Linked DNA regions of Gossypium hirsutum: region 2 is linked to region 1. Evidence: chromatin contacts called from public Hi-C data. All regions are on one chromosome and are shown on one strand. Each heading gives the region's core, a stretch centred on a gene start, on an enhancer-like site or on the middle of the called end of the contact. The rest is flanking DNA. Distances are from core to core; before and after follow the strand shown. Region 1 has its middle 25 kb from the start of LOC107888111. Region 2 holds the start of LOC107886704 (glycerophosphodiester phosphodiesterase GDPD1, chloroplastic).

What was found. A called contact is a pair of places that touch in the nucleus more often than the background predicts.
Region 2: a contact with region 1 is called in a Hi-C map of fibers, with 2.1 times the contacts expected there. The contact joins the promoter of LOC107886704 here to the enhancer-like site in region 1. A contact is called at or near these places in 7 of 34 Hi-C or Micro-C datasets (callus, fibers, leaf and 1 more).

Annotation. Positions count from the first base shown.
Region 1 is chrA03:103,837,566-103,844,040 of Gossypium_hirsutum_v2.1, reverse strand. It overlaps the pseudogene LOC107887735. Among protein-coding and RNA genes, the nearest start is that of LOC107888111, 25 kb to the right of the region's middle. Within about 2 kb of position 4,145, at least 1 of the 9 cell types and tissues checked has an H3K27ac peak or open chromatin away from gene starts, as enhancers often do. A contact at or near this core is called in fibers, where this site is marked.
Region 2 is chrA03:104,080,548-104,087,022 of Gossypium_hirsutum_v2.1, reverse strand. It overlaps LOC107886704 (glycerophosphodiester phosphodiesterase GDPD1, chloroplastic), which reads right to left and starts at 4,019. Exons shown (of 8, transcript XM_016810754.2): 1 at 3,751-4,019; 2 at 3,479-3,663; 3 at 2,759-2,818; 4 at 2,587-2,667; 5 at 2,309-2,509; 6 at 2,109-2,204; 7 at 1,801-1,997; 8 at 1,265-1,728. The coding sequence starts at 3,853. The coding sequence ends at 1,491.

The DNA of each region.
Region 1 (6,475 bases), core at 2,896-5,395:
CACGAGTTCAATTCGAGGGATTACATTTACTTATGCCTATGCGAAGGGACAAGTTAACTCACAAAAGCATAAGTCATATGTAACCCTAAAGTATTCACTAGCCTATGCGGAGGGACGAGTTAACTCACGAAAGCATAGCATTTACTTCAACTTAAGCGGACAGAGCCCAGGTAGAGAGCTTATGTTATGCAAAATGAAAGTGCACGGTGTGTGGGGAGAAACTCACAAACCTTTATGTTTTATTTAAAAACTAAACTAAAAAACTAAAACCATAAAAACTTAGAGCTGAAGAACAACAAGATAAAATAAGTTAGAAGAATATTTACAACATGATGCAAATGCATTACTTTTCAAAAACAAAATTTAAGGATCACGACTAAATATTAATTTGAACAAGGAATTTTGAAAATTTCGACAACACGCGTTTAATTCTAGACTCGACTCTCAAAATCTATCCCCAGCGGAGTCGCCAGCTGTAGCGAAGTAAAATTTTTGCTTCCGGTCACTAATTGAGGCGATTTATTGAAAATTTGAAAACCGACTCGATTTTTATAAAAAGGGAGTCGCCACCGATCCTTTTTCCTACGTGTGATTGAACACCTAATAAATCCTCTCTCTTTTTAGAAGAAAATTTATTTTTTAAACAAAAAGAAGGCCGAGTTTAAGTCTTCGTCAAAAGCCAGAGAAAAAATAAGGTTCGGGAGTCAGTTACGCACGAGGAAGGTATTAGCACCCTCACTACGCCCAAAATTGGTATCTCGTTAAACACGTGTTGTCTTAATTTTCGAAAATGCGAGTTCAATGCAACATTTAATCATGATCTGATCAAAACACGAGAATTTTTATAATTTCGATTTCTTCTAAGAAGGACGTTCCGTTTTTAACACGAGCCGATGATGTTCTCCCAACAAAGCGATGAAATCAACGACTTAATGTTAAATCGGTACGTTGCCTTATTTATTGAAATTAAAAAAATGAATAAAATATTTATTTTTTTAAAAAATAAAAATTCATAAATAAATAAACGGTGCAAACAATGATATAATGAATGAAAAATATTAACATATAATATAAAAGCATCAAGAGAAAAATGGAAACAATATTTACAATAAAAATAAAATAATAATAAAAATAATGATATGCTAATAATATAATAAGAAAAGCAAACTGATACAGAATGGGTAAGAAACAAAAATAAAAGAGTTAGAAATACATCGAAGCAAATAATAAATACGACAATAATATTAAAAATAATAATAGTACATGCGATATTAAACGTAATAATAGTATTAAAGATGAAATAAAAACAATGAATATATATACATATAATAATAATTAGTAAAGTAATGAAAACATGATGTTAAAAACATTAATAATGCGACCTATATACATATGTATATACACTAAAATATAAACATAATAATAGTATTGCAAAGTATATACATAGTATTAAAGATATATACATATTAGAAATAATAATATTAAAAACAACTATTAATAATACTACATAAATATACACATATATATATATTAAAAATATATACATAATAATGATGTTACAAGTATGTACATAATATTTATATAAATAGTAATGGTGTTAGAAATATATAATATATAGTGTTTGAAATATATACATAAAATAGTATAAAAAAATATAACTAGTAATATTAAAATATATACATAATAATATTAAAAAATATAATATTAAAAAAATTATGTACATAACATATATAAAAAATATATACATAAGATAATATGTAAAAAATATAATATAGTATTCGAAATATATACATGATATATATAAAAATACAATATTAAAAAGTGTATACACGTAATATATATAAAAAAATGCATATATAATATAATATTAAAATATTTACATAATATATACATATTAGAAATAATGATGTTAAAAAACACCTATTAATAATATTACATAAATATATACCTATATGTATATTAAAGATATATACATTACATATTAAAGATATATACATATATAATAAAACATATACTAATATTAATAATAATAATAAGGATAATATAAAAATATATACATGAAATAATATAAAAAATATATAACTAATGATATTAAAATATATATACATGAGATAACATAAAAATATATGAATAGGAGGATATTTAAAAATATATACATAATATATATAAAAATATATAATTAATAGTATTAAAAATACTTACATAATATATATGAAAAGCATATACAATATATATATATTAAAAATAACCATAGTACTATATAAATATATACATATATATGTGCACATAAATACTAATTGAAACTAAATATTAGTACTAATAATAATAACAAAATATTGATAATAGATATAATAATGATATTAATAAAATATAATAGTGTAAATAATATCAAAATAAAATAAAATACGTAAAAGAGGGTGCAAAAGGATAAAATTTAAATTAAAACAATATTTTGGGGTAATTTTAAAAATAAATAAAGGAAAACAGGATTGATTTGGATGTGCGCAAAACAAGGGAGGACTAAAAAAGCAATTATTCCTCCCCTCAAATCACAACACAGCAAGAGGGACTAAATCGCAAAGCGATATATACTTTAGGGCCAAATTAAAAAACGAAAAAGTACTTGATTGTAAAAGTATGAAAATGCAAAAGGACCGCGCGCGCAATAAAACCCTAAGAGCAAAAACACGCGGATCCTGAGTGGGTAGGGTCTAGTCGACCCGATCTAGGACAAAACGACGTCGTTTTGGGAGGCTATAAAAGGCCAATTTTTTTCAAAAAAATCATTTGCAGCCAAAGTGAAGAAAAATAAAAGGGAGAGAGGAAGCTGAGGGAGATTTCCGGCCACAAGGCCAGTCACCGTCCGATCGGCGGACTATAGCCGGACCGTCGTCGGCCATCGCCGCCAGCCACCGTGCACGATGGCCGGAAAAGGTAATTTTTTTCTTTTATTTTTTATTTTCCTTTTTATTTATTATATATGTATAACAGATTTGGAAGAAAAAAGAAAAAAATAAAAAAAATTGAAAATGAGAAAATAAATGATAAAGTCACCTCTTTTAGTGCTCCGATTTGATTCTTTTGTATGAGATCTCTATGTTTTTTATGTTTGAATTTCTGTTTCGAATATTTCGTGTTTGTATTTAAGAAAAATGCCCCCCCTTTACACTGATTTTCAATTTGGCTTTTATAGCCATGTACATTATTTTTTATCATTAACTGTCCCCTCTCTTTTGATCTTTGCAGGCGAGTGGGTGCTAACACGGGCGGTAGAGGTGACCGATGGTGCAGGCGGTCAGTGGGTAGTTAGTCGGTGTCAGAAGCAAGTGGCGTCGAAAGTTGAGGCTAGGGTTAGGTTTTCCTTTTTTTTGTTTTCTAATTCGAGCTATACTATTGGGCTAAGGGATTTGGGTCTGAATTGTTTTGGGTTTGGGTAGATTGGGTTCAATTTAGTTTGGGTTAAATTTAGGGATTAGGCTTGGGTTAAAATGGGTTACTTGGGCTAATTGGTATTGGGTTTGCTGTAAATGGGTTTGATGTATGTTGGGCCTAAAGTGTAAACGGGCCCAAAATTGGCCTACAACAATCCCTTAACATAAACACAACATAATAAGAAAATAAAATCAAAGGGACAGTAAAAATAGAATTGACAAAGACTGGTTGTGAACTCTAGCTTGTAATATAATATCATCCCATCCAATCAGTTAGAGAAGAAAGCTAATTATGTACCAAAAAAGACGGAGAAACTCTAGGTAAAAAATAACTTTCCATATTTATCACGAGCCTTCATAAGAGCTTCCTCAGCACTCTTAGCAACTATGTATTCCTCTTTACAGTCTTTTCCAACAATGTACCAAACAGGTATGCCTCTTCACAGCCTTTACCAACAATGTACCAAACAAGTATGCCTCCTCACAGTCTTTTCCAACAATGTACCAAACAGGTATGCGATGCCCCACCACAGCTGTCTGCTTATGCACCAATCCTTGATATTTGTCCGCTAATGATTATAAATCTGTAATTAAAATAAACAGAAGTGAGCAAAGGCAGAAACTAGCCAGCAGAAGTAAACTTAAAGTAAAATATCGATTAAATAGGAAGAAAGGTTAGAAAGGTCCCAGATGACAGTAACATGTGTTGAGAGGTGTTGAACTATGAAGAATGACAAAATGTGGCCATTCTCTCAACAGGGAGGAAGATTTAGCTAGATGGAGACTAGAAAATGACTAAAATGGTACCATCATCGGACATGATTGTGTCCTACCTGGAAACATGCATGTTTTCCAAAATTTTCCTTATGCTTAGAAGGTCCTTTAATTTGTGTTCGCTTAAACATGTTCACATGAGCATAAAATGCAGGTACTTTAATTAGGAAACGTAGATAAGGTAGAACAGCATGAGTTAAGGGAAAATGATAAGGTGAGTAAAGTTAGAGTCCATATGAAGAGTTATGCTTTCCATCATACCTTCTCAAATCTTTCAGGAATAATGGAAAATTCTCCCTTTTCAATTGCAAGAAGAGCTTTTTCAGCTAAGGGTTGCATTGTTACAAAAAATTGGAAAAGTAGGTAGAAAGAGGCCTCTTCCTCTCCCACTTACTCACAAGCTACAGCCACTGGGATTTCCTATGCCAAAGAAACACGTTAAGAAGGCTTCTCTTGGGGTAATCTTATCTCGTGCTTCTGTATTTCTTCAAACCGCTTATCTGCGACAATAGTTATTAACTCACAACAGGCATTTTAAAGTATGCAGATGTGGGTTTGAAAGCTAAAATGAAGAAAACTATGTAAAGCAAACAGGTACAGACACGGAAAGAATTTGAACAGAAAATTTATAGAAGAAATAAGAGATTGAGAGAAAAGAGAAAAGAAACAAGAGAGAATACTGGAATTGTGTTAAAACTTTTCATAACCGTTTTTGTTCCTTCTGTCGAGTATATAAGGAATTCAAATAACAACCCACACTAACATTACAATAGACTAAAACACATCGTTTAACTAATAGCAAAAACGCACCGTATACTAGAACAGAAGTGAGATAAAACGCAGCGTACAACACAAGATAATTAACAGAAATAACGAAAATAAGAAAACCATTCCATAACAAATACTCCCTTCCTGAAAAGGATCTTTGTCCTCAAGGATCAAATGCAGGAAAACGACTCTGAAAAGCCTGTAGACTTTCCCAAATGGAATCCTCAGGGAAGGTGTGCGCCCATTCAACGAAAACCTTCACAGCAGCATGGTTCCCCTGTTTAACCATTCGTCTATCCAGTATTCAAATTGGAGTCTTGAGAAGAGCACCATCAGACCCCATAGGTGGCAAGGTAGAAGCACTCACTGCTGAACCAATATGCTTCTTTAACTGAGAGACATGAAACGTAGAGTGGATACGAGCATTAGGCGGTAATGACAGTTTGTAGGAGACCTGTCCAACACGAGCTTCCACAGGAAAAGGTTTAAAATACCGAGGTGACAACTTCTGGTTCTTGAATTTGCGCAGAGAATGTTGGCGATATGGTTGGAACTTCAAATACACCAAGTCGCCCACCTGGAATTCCCGCTCCGAACGATGCTTGTTTGCCATTTGTTTCATTCGGTCCTGAGCTCTAGTAAGATGAAACTTTAAAACTTGGCGCATAGCCTCCCGGTGTTGCAATGTACGATCAACAGTAGCCACTGAAGAAGCTCCAGGCAAGTAAGGCAAGTGAATAGGTGGGTCTTGTCCATAGAGAGCCGCGTAGGGAGTTGTTTGAATGGCTGAATAATAGGAGGTATTGTACCACCACTCCGCCAAAGGTAGCCAAGACGCCTAAGAAAGAGGTTTTTCCCCAGTCATACACCTCAAATAACTCTCTAAACATTTGTTGAGAATTTCTATCTGGCCATAAATTTGAGGGTGGTAGGTAGTAGACAGCTTTAATTTGGCCCCCAAACGTCGAAATAATTCCTGCCAAAAGTTACTCAAGAAAATTCGATCGCGATCAAATACAATCGACTCAGATATGCCATGCAACTTGTAAATATGATGAAGATATACTTGAGCCACAGTGAAAGCAGTGACAAGGTGAACCAAGGTAACGAAATGACCATACTTGGTCAAACGGTCAATCACCACAAAAATGGCAGAATGTCCTTGGGATAATGGCAGACCTTCAATGAAATCCATACTAATGACCGATCAAGCACGATCCGGTATAGGCAACGGTTGCAAAAGCCCAGGATAAGCAGAATTGTCAGCTTTGCAGCGTTGACAGACAACACATTCACGAACCCACTACTTAACATATTTAAAAAGACCCTTCCAGTAAAGCAAGGCCAAAATCTGGTGATGGGTAGCATGGACACCAGAATGACCCCCCAAAGCACTATCGTGAAAAAGTCCAAAAATGTGTCTTTGAAGCTGGGAATCATTGCCTACCACAACTTTACCCCGCCTGCGTAGAAAGGTACCAGTCATTATACCAATAACCGTA
Region 2 (6,475 bases), core at 2,770-5,269, 240 kb before region 1:
ATTTGATTTAAATTTTATCCGTTAGAATTGTTTTATGTTCAAATTATTTTGCCTTCGGGTTCTTTCTTATTGGCTTCAAAGTACCACTTCAAATCAATTTTAAGTAATCATTTTTACACAACTTTGAGTTCACATATTGGATTCAGTTAAAGTTTTCTTGGATTTATATTATTTTGAAGTTTGAATTTCATACATTTTTTTTTCTCAAGTTCGGGTTCATTTTGATATATATATATTGTTTTAAACAATTAATCCTATTGAACTATGCTCAATATAAGTCAATTAAGTAATATTTTATTTCACACAGTTGTTTTAAGATGTTATATATTAAAGTGGATTGAGATGTGTAAAATTATTTTTAATTGAATTTAAGATATTAAACTTCTATTGATACGTAAATACTACAGATCTCATGAGCTGTATATTTAATTAGTGTAAGAATAGTGGTGACGGTAAAATTAAATACTATAACGATATTGTAACTTGAGAAAAACACCTATTTAAAGTCGAATCTTTGAACATATTCATATCCTTATTTAAAAAAAAAACCAGTTATAGGTGGTAGGTTGAGAATCTAAAAAAACAACTATCATGTTACCGTGGCGTATCTGGTTAATCCAAGTAAGAAGTGTGAAAACCGATTATAGACAAATTTGCTAAAAAATTGTCTGTGGAGAAGTAAAATTCTTTGGGTGGAAGGGTAATGTTGGTAAATGTGGTACCATCTGCGCCCCAGTCTAATAGGTTTACCGCCCAAGGGAGTCTGCAAAGAAACGAAAGATTAGAAGAAGATATTTGTTGGGTGGTGATGACACAAGGAGGAGAATTGTGAAGGTTAATGGTTTGTTGTGTGTGCCTCAAAGAAAAATAGGTCTCAAAACAAAAGAAAGTATGGCTCTTCTAGCGAGGGGTGCCTCCATATTCAAAACCACTCTAAGGTAAAGGGGCTGATCGGCTCAAACGGGTGCAGGCGGTTTGTAGGTAATGGCAAGGCTGGAAGTTTGGGGTCTGAAAATTCTTTGAACGTCATTTTCTTTGAAAAAATATGATCAAGCGATTTGCCCATTGAATTCATTGACACTCCATATTGGTTCATGGCATTCAAAATCTATTCGCAAAACCTTGAAACGAAATTAGAAGAGAATGGCACTCTGGTTAGTTTTAACGGACAAAATGTATCATCATACAATACAACACCTTGCACTGTCTTATTGCTTCAATCTGCTTAGGTGTATCTATGGTATTCAGTAGTAAGGCAAAAAAGTTTTGTAAATTCGTTTTCTTGTGTAATTATAAAAGAAAAGAAGCATAACCACCGTCTTTGATGTTACACGATCTCCAACTTCACGAACATAAGCTATGAGGTTCTTTTTTTTCTTTTTCTTTTTTTGTCTAATGAACAACCAGCAACAGTTTACATGGGAACACAACTCTCTGCATCATATATTCTTTCTACTTTTGAGGGTATCCAAATATTAGATATGCTTAAATCAAGCCTGAATCATCAGCTCTGGTATTAGCTTCAATAGGAAGGAGAGTTCATCCTTGGAAAATTGTGGCTTTGCTTTCACTTCCTTCTTCCCATCCTCCTCCCCATACAAGCTTTTCTCTTCTCCCTCCTTTGAATGGGTTAAATCTGATACTGACTCACTAATCTCCTTAACCAGGTCCACAATAACTCCCTCAACACCCATTAGATGTTGCATGTATACAACCTCCGGGACATTACTGCAAAACAATGCACGGATTAGGCGAATACAATTCGAAACAAATAATGCTTTAACAACTGTTTTAACTTACTTTAATTGACCGTAGGTCATGAGGGAAAGCTTTGATTCTTTGATTCTTCCAACCGCTCCAGGATTTCTAAACACTGCTTTGACTTCGGATACGATCCCCTGCAAGCCATTTTCAAGGCTGAGCTTAATAGCCTCCTCCAAGGAATTCCTCCTTACGTCTGTGTAAATTTCACTTCCCCCATTGGTGAGAAAATATACCTGATATCAATATTAAAAAAAAAAAAGAAAAAGCCTCAATCAACAATGTATGTGCTTGGATGTCAGTGTTGGCAAACCAAGATCAATTGGAACCGGAAAATCTGCACTTACGGGATATGTGCTCTGTAATTTTCTAATCAACCGGGCTGCATCAGGTTGAAAGCTAGAAAACAAGATTTGTCTGCCCTTTGCATTCTCAAACACCACCTGGTCATGAATTTTAGAAGCCGCATCCATTAGTTAAAAACCATAATGTAAATATTAAAATGTCTCGAGTTCCCCACCACTTGAAGGCTAAAACAAGCATTTACCTTCAAGATAGCTTTAAGTATACGTGTGAGTTCCTCTTCCTTATAAACAATAAAATCATCAAACTTCAATTCAACATTAAAGCCCACCGATTGATCGACATTATGGAAAGCCTCTTCAAGTGTACACAAAGGAGCATCTTTTTCAACCTTCCACTCGAAGAACCTTCCATCTTTTGTTTTCCTGTAAAGCGGTTTTCCCTCCTGAATTGCAAACTAGTCAATCAAAAGACCAAAAAAAGAACATGGTCGATCAAAAGAGAAAGGTCAAAGATTATTACACTTCCAGGGTGTTTCTGAGGTCCATAGGAAAGAAATTCAGCCAAAGCAAGTTCTGTAACTCTGTTCTCAACAATGGCACCCTGGAATTGACACCCAAAATATTTAGCAACTTAACCAATTATAGGGTATGAATCATGCAAAACTATGAGAGGAAAGGTGAAAATAGCTAACCTTTTCTTCATGGAGGATGAAGTTGTCATGGTAAATGACAGGGTAGTCATCTTTCGTCACCTACAACAAATAGGTTTTTTTGGTATTTGTTTACAAGATCCGTCTAAAGGTTCTTTGTTCATCCATGTAGTTTTTTTTTAAAGAGAAAAAAAAAAAGAAAAAGAAAAACACCACCAAAGAAGGCAATTCAAAGAAAACAATGGTAAACCAATCAGTGCCCCAACAAAAAGCAGATTCATAACTAAATCGACAATGAATGCTGAATGAAACAAAAAATGAATTAGACATCAAAGATTAAGGTTTAGACCAGCTAAACAGGGTTGCAAGTGGGATCTCTTTCATTGTGGGGTTGGCCGGGCCACCTGACGACCTACCGGGCATGAGACAACAACCTCATCCAGATCGACATTACGAGTCCCCATTAAAACTAGTTATCAATTTCGCGGCGAATAGAGACAGAACCTCACCGCTTTTTTTCTTAGTTTGGTAGGGTAGATAATAATAATAACAACAATTAAAAAAAAAAGGGAAAAGGAAGAAAAGGAAGTTCTAAGAAAGGGCAAATAATACTGAAAGACAAATGTTTGCTCTCTCTCTCTCAAAAACCATCGGCGGATTTGAGAGAAACGTGGAAGTTAGTTTAATTGCGGGGCATGCCGCCGGTTTTATACCGGGATACGCTATGTTTGGTGAAAGGGAGGAGAGAGATGGTAGGCTCACCTGAACGTCAAATTCAATGAAATCGATAGGAAACTTAGCCGCCTCATTGAAAGAAAGAATAGAATTCTCTTTGATGGATTTCATTCTGGGATCAGGCGATTGCAACATGTTCATTCCGTTCCCTCTGTGACCCACTACTAGAAACTTGGGAATGTTGCATTCGCATATTTTATCATCATTAACACCTATTCATATACCCCCATTAAAACAAGATCTTTTAAGCTAAAAAGAAAAGAAAGGTAGGGTGGAGATTGAAAATTCAACAACTTTACCTGCTCGGAAACGAGTTGAGCAGAGTGCTAATGCAGCATTCTCAGGGACTTGATCAAGATTAGGCACATCACAAACATGAACCGCTTTGAGAGCCATGGCCATATCTTGTCTATTCTTTTCTAATGAATTGGCTAAGATTCATTGAATTTAAGAAAGGGGTCAGGTGACGGTGGAAACAGGCATAGGAACTGTTTAACAAGATCACATGAAAAACAAAGATGGGAAGTGGAGAATTTAAACCGACTCCAGAAACATTTTTCATCTCTTTGGAATATTTGGCCATTTATTTTATAGATTTATTTTAGAGGGAGCACACTTGAAACTTAAGATGGAATATTCCGTAGGTAGAGGACAGGAGAAAATCACGGTCGTTTACATTTTTACCATTTTTTTCTTTTCTTCTATTTTTGGTTATCCGTTAGTTATATTACTTATTATAGTTTCACTTGTTGATAAACATAGTAAAAAAAATTAATAGATAAAGAAATTATTCCTTTATTAAGTGACTATATTGATAATTAATTTTATCATAATAAAAGAAAAATCGTATTATTGTTAGCTTACAACATTGAAATTATGAGAGCATTTTATATATAACTATATTAATTATATTAATGATGAGTAAATTATATTAATTAATTATTGTATAGTTAAATATATTACGTGTGGGCTTTGCGGGGATCTCATTTTTTTTTACCAGGAAAGAAGAAGAAAATTGTAGAAGGCTGTGGAATTGGAAGGACAATCTATACAATACATAAATAAATATTTTAATAATCTATTATTTTGGTTCAGAATTTTCGTCCATGAAAAGTACCTTCCTGAATTTCATTAACCTTCCAGAAATTTTCAAATCTGCTCATACGTAAATAGATTAAACTAGCTAGAATTGTGATTCTTTTTTTGTATGGATACAGGGCTGGCAAATGTTTTATGCTGTGGCTCCAAACCAATTAGTGAAGAACATGACTACGAAAACAACACTGAAAACAAACAAAAACAATCTCAAGAAAACCCAAAGCAAACAACGCATGTTCATCAGATTCTTGACTAGACATAAGTATCCAAACTAAAGTCTTGCCCTAGATTAAGTTCATCGACCAGCAGTTTCTCTAGTACATCGGTAATGCTAGGATGCTATAGTTCAAGTGAACAGTCTCCAATGACCAATAAAAAGGAGGAAGGCTAAAATGACATAAGATCAACTTTGTAATTAATTTCCAGTGTTTGTTTGTTGGTCTTCCACAATCACTTGGTTAAGTTGCAACTTGTTTAATAGTTATTCCTGTATCTGCTCACAAAGATTAATTGTTTTTTTTTCTTTCAATTTGGTAATAGAGTTAAGACATTTGACATAGTAAATTTGATCCCACTTGATTTTCACTCACAAAATTGAATAGATTCAACTATGCCTATTGAAAAGTCAGGATGAGAGTTTTCATCAAGTTTATAGATGAGAAAACATAATGTTCTATCATGACAAATTTGAAGACACCAACTACAAATGTCGAGGGAGTTAAAATATAAAAGTCTGAAGCTACATGGACTAGTGAAGAAGAGAAGATTGCTACTGAAAATTCTAAAACACAGAATATCATATTATGTGGTATTGATGAACCAGAATTTAAGGGAATGATCTAAATCATAAGGAGTAATATGTAAAGAAAATTTAAAAAGAACTAAAGGGGATTGAAAACGTACGTGAAAAAGAATATATAAAAATTTACACCATTCTAATATTTAATATGATATATATTTTTTCTTACAGTAAACAGTCTTATGTTTTGTATGGTAATATGTAATAATTATATATTATTTTGATTAGGATTTTTGACGTATAAACTTAATAATTAGGTCTACTTTGATACTTGTATCTTTTTAAAATTTATTTTAATACTTGAACTGAAGCTAAAAATATACCTGCATCAAAATTGAGCAAATATCATTAATCTAAGTTCATGGCAAAAATTGTTGAAAAATATGGACATCACATATATAATAAAGATAATTACATGTTATTATTTACTATCTATTAGCCTAAATTAAGAGTGATCTAATTTGGTTAAAGTTTTATTGAGCTTTAATTATTAAATAAAGTATGAGTTAAATATGTGTAGATACTATAGTAATTAAGTTCTAATCAAATTCTAATTAATGATGTGTTAATTAGGAATTAGGGCTAATATGTCAAAGTTATAAATATTAGGGTTATGGTCCCCAAATTACATACAATATATATTTTTTTAATATCCCATTATTAGGAAGGAAAGAGATATCAAATATTATCTAAATTTCTTGTGTGCTAATTTAGAAAATCAAATCCTCAAGATTTGTAGATTTCAAGGGATCCATGAATTCAGATACGCTTCTGCATCTAGTTTTATACTTGTATTATTCTTGATGATTTGATATGACAGATTTTGCTTTATGATTTCTTAAGTTTTATATCATATATTAATTTATGATTCTAACAAGTGGTATTAAAGTCTCGTCGTATTGAATCATTGGGAATTAATTAATATTCTTTCTTTTTTGAATGATTTATGAAATTTTAGGGTTTTGATTTTAATCTTTAATTTGGATTTTTTTAATTGATGAATTCAATTATTAGGGTTTGAAATATGCTTTTAGTTTATCAATTAATAAATAAAGATGGTTTGTTTATTTATTTATTTTCTATTTGCATGTTTTGTTTCAATTTCAGTTCATGTTTGCGCATATGTA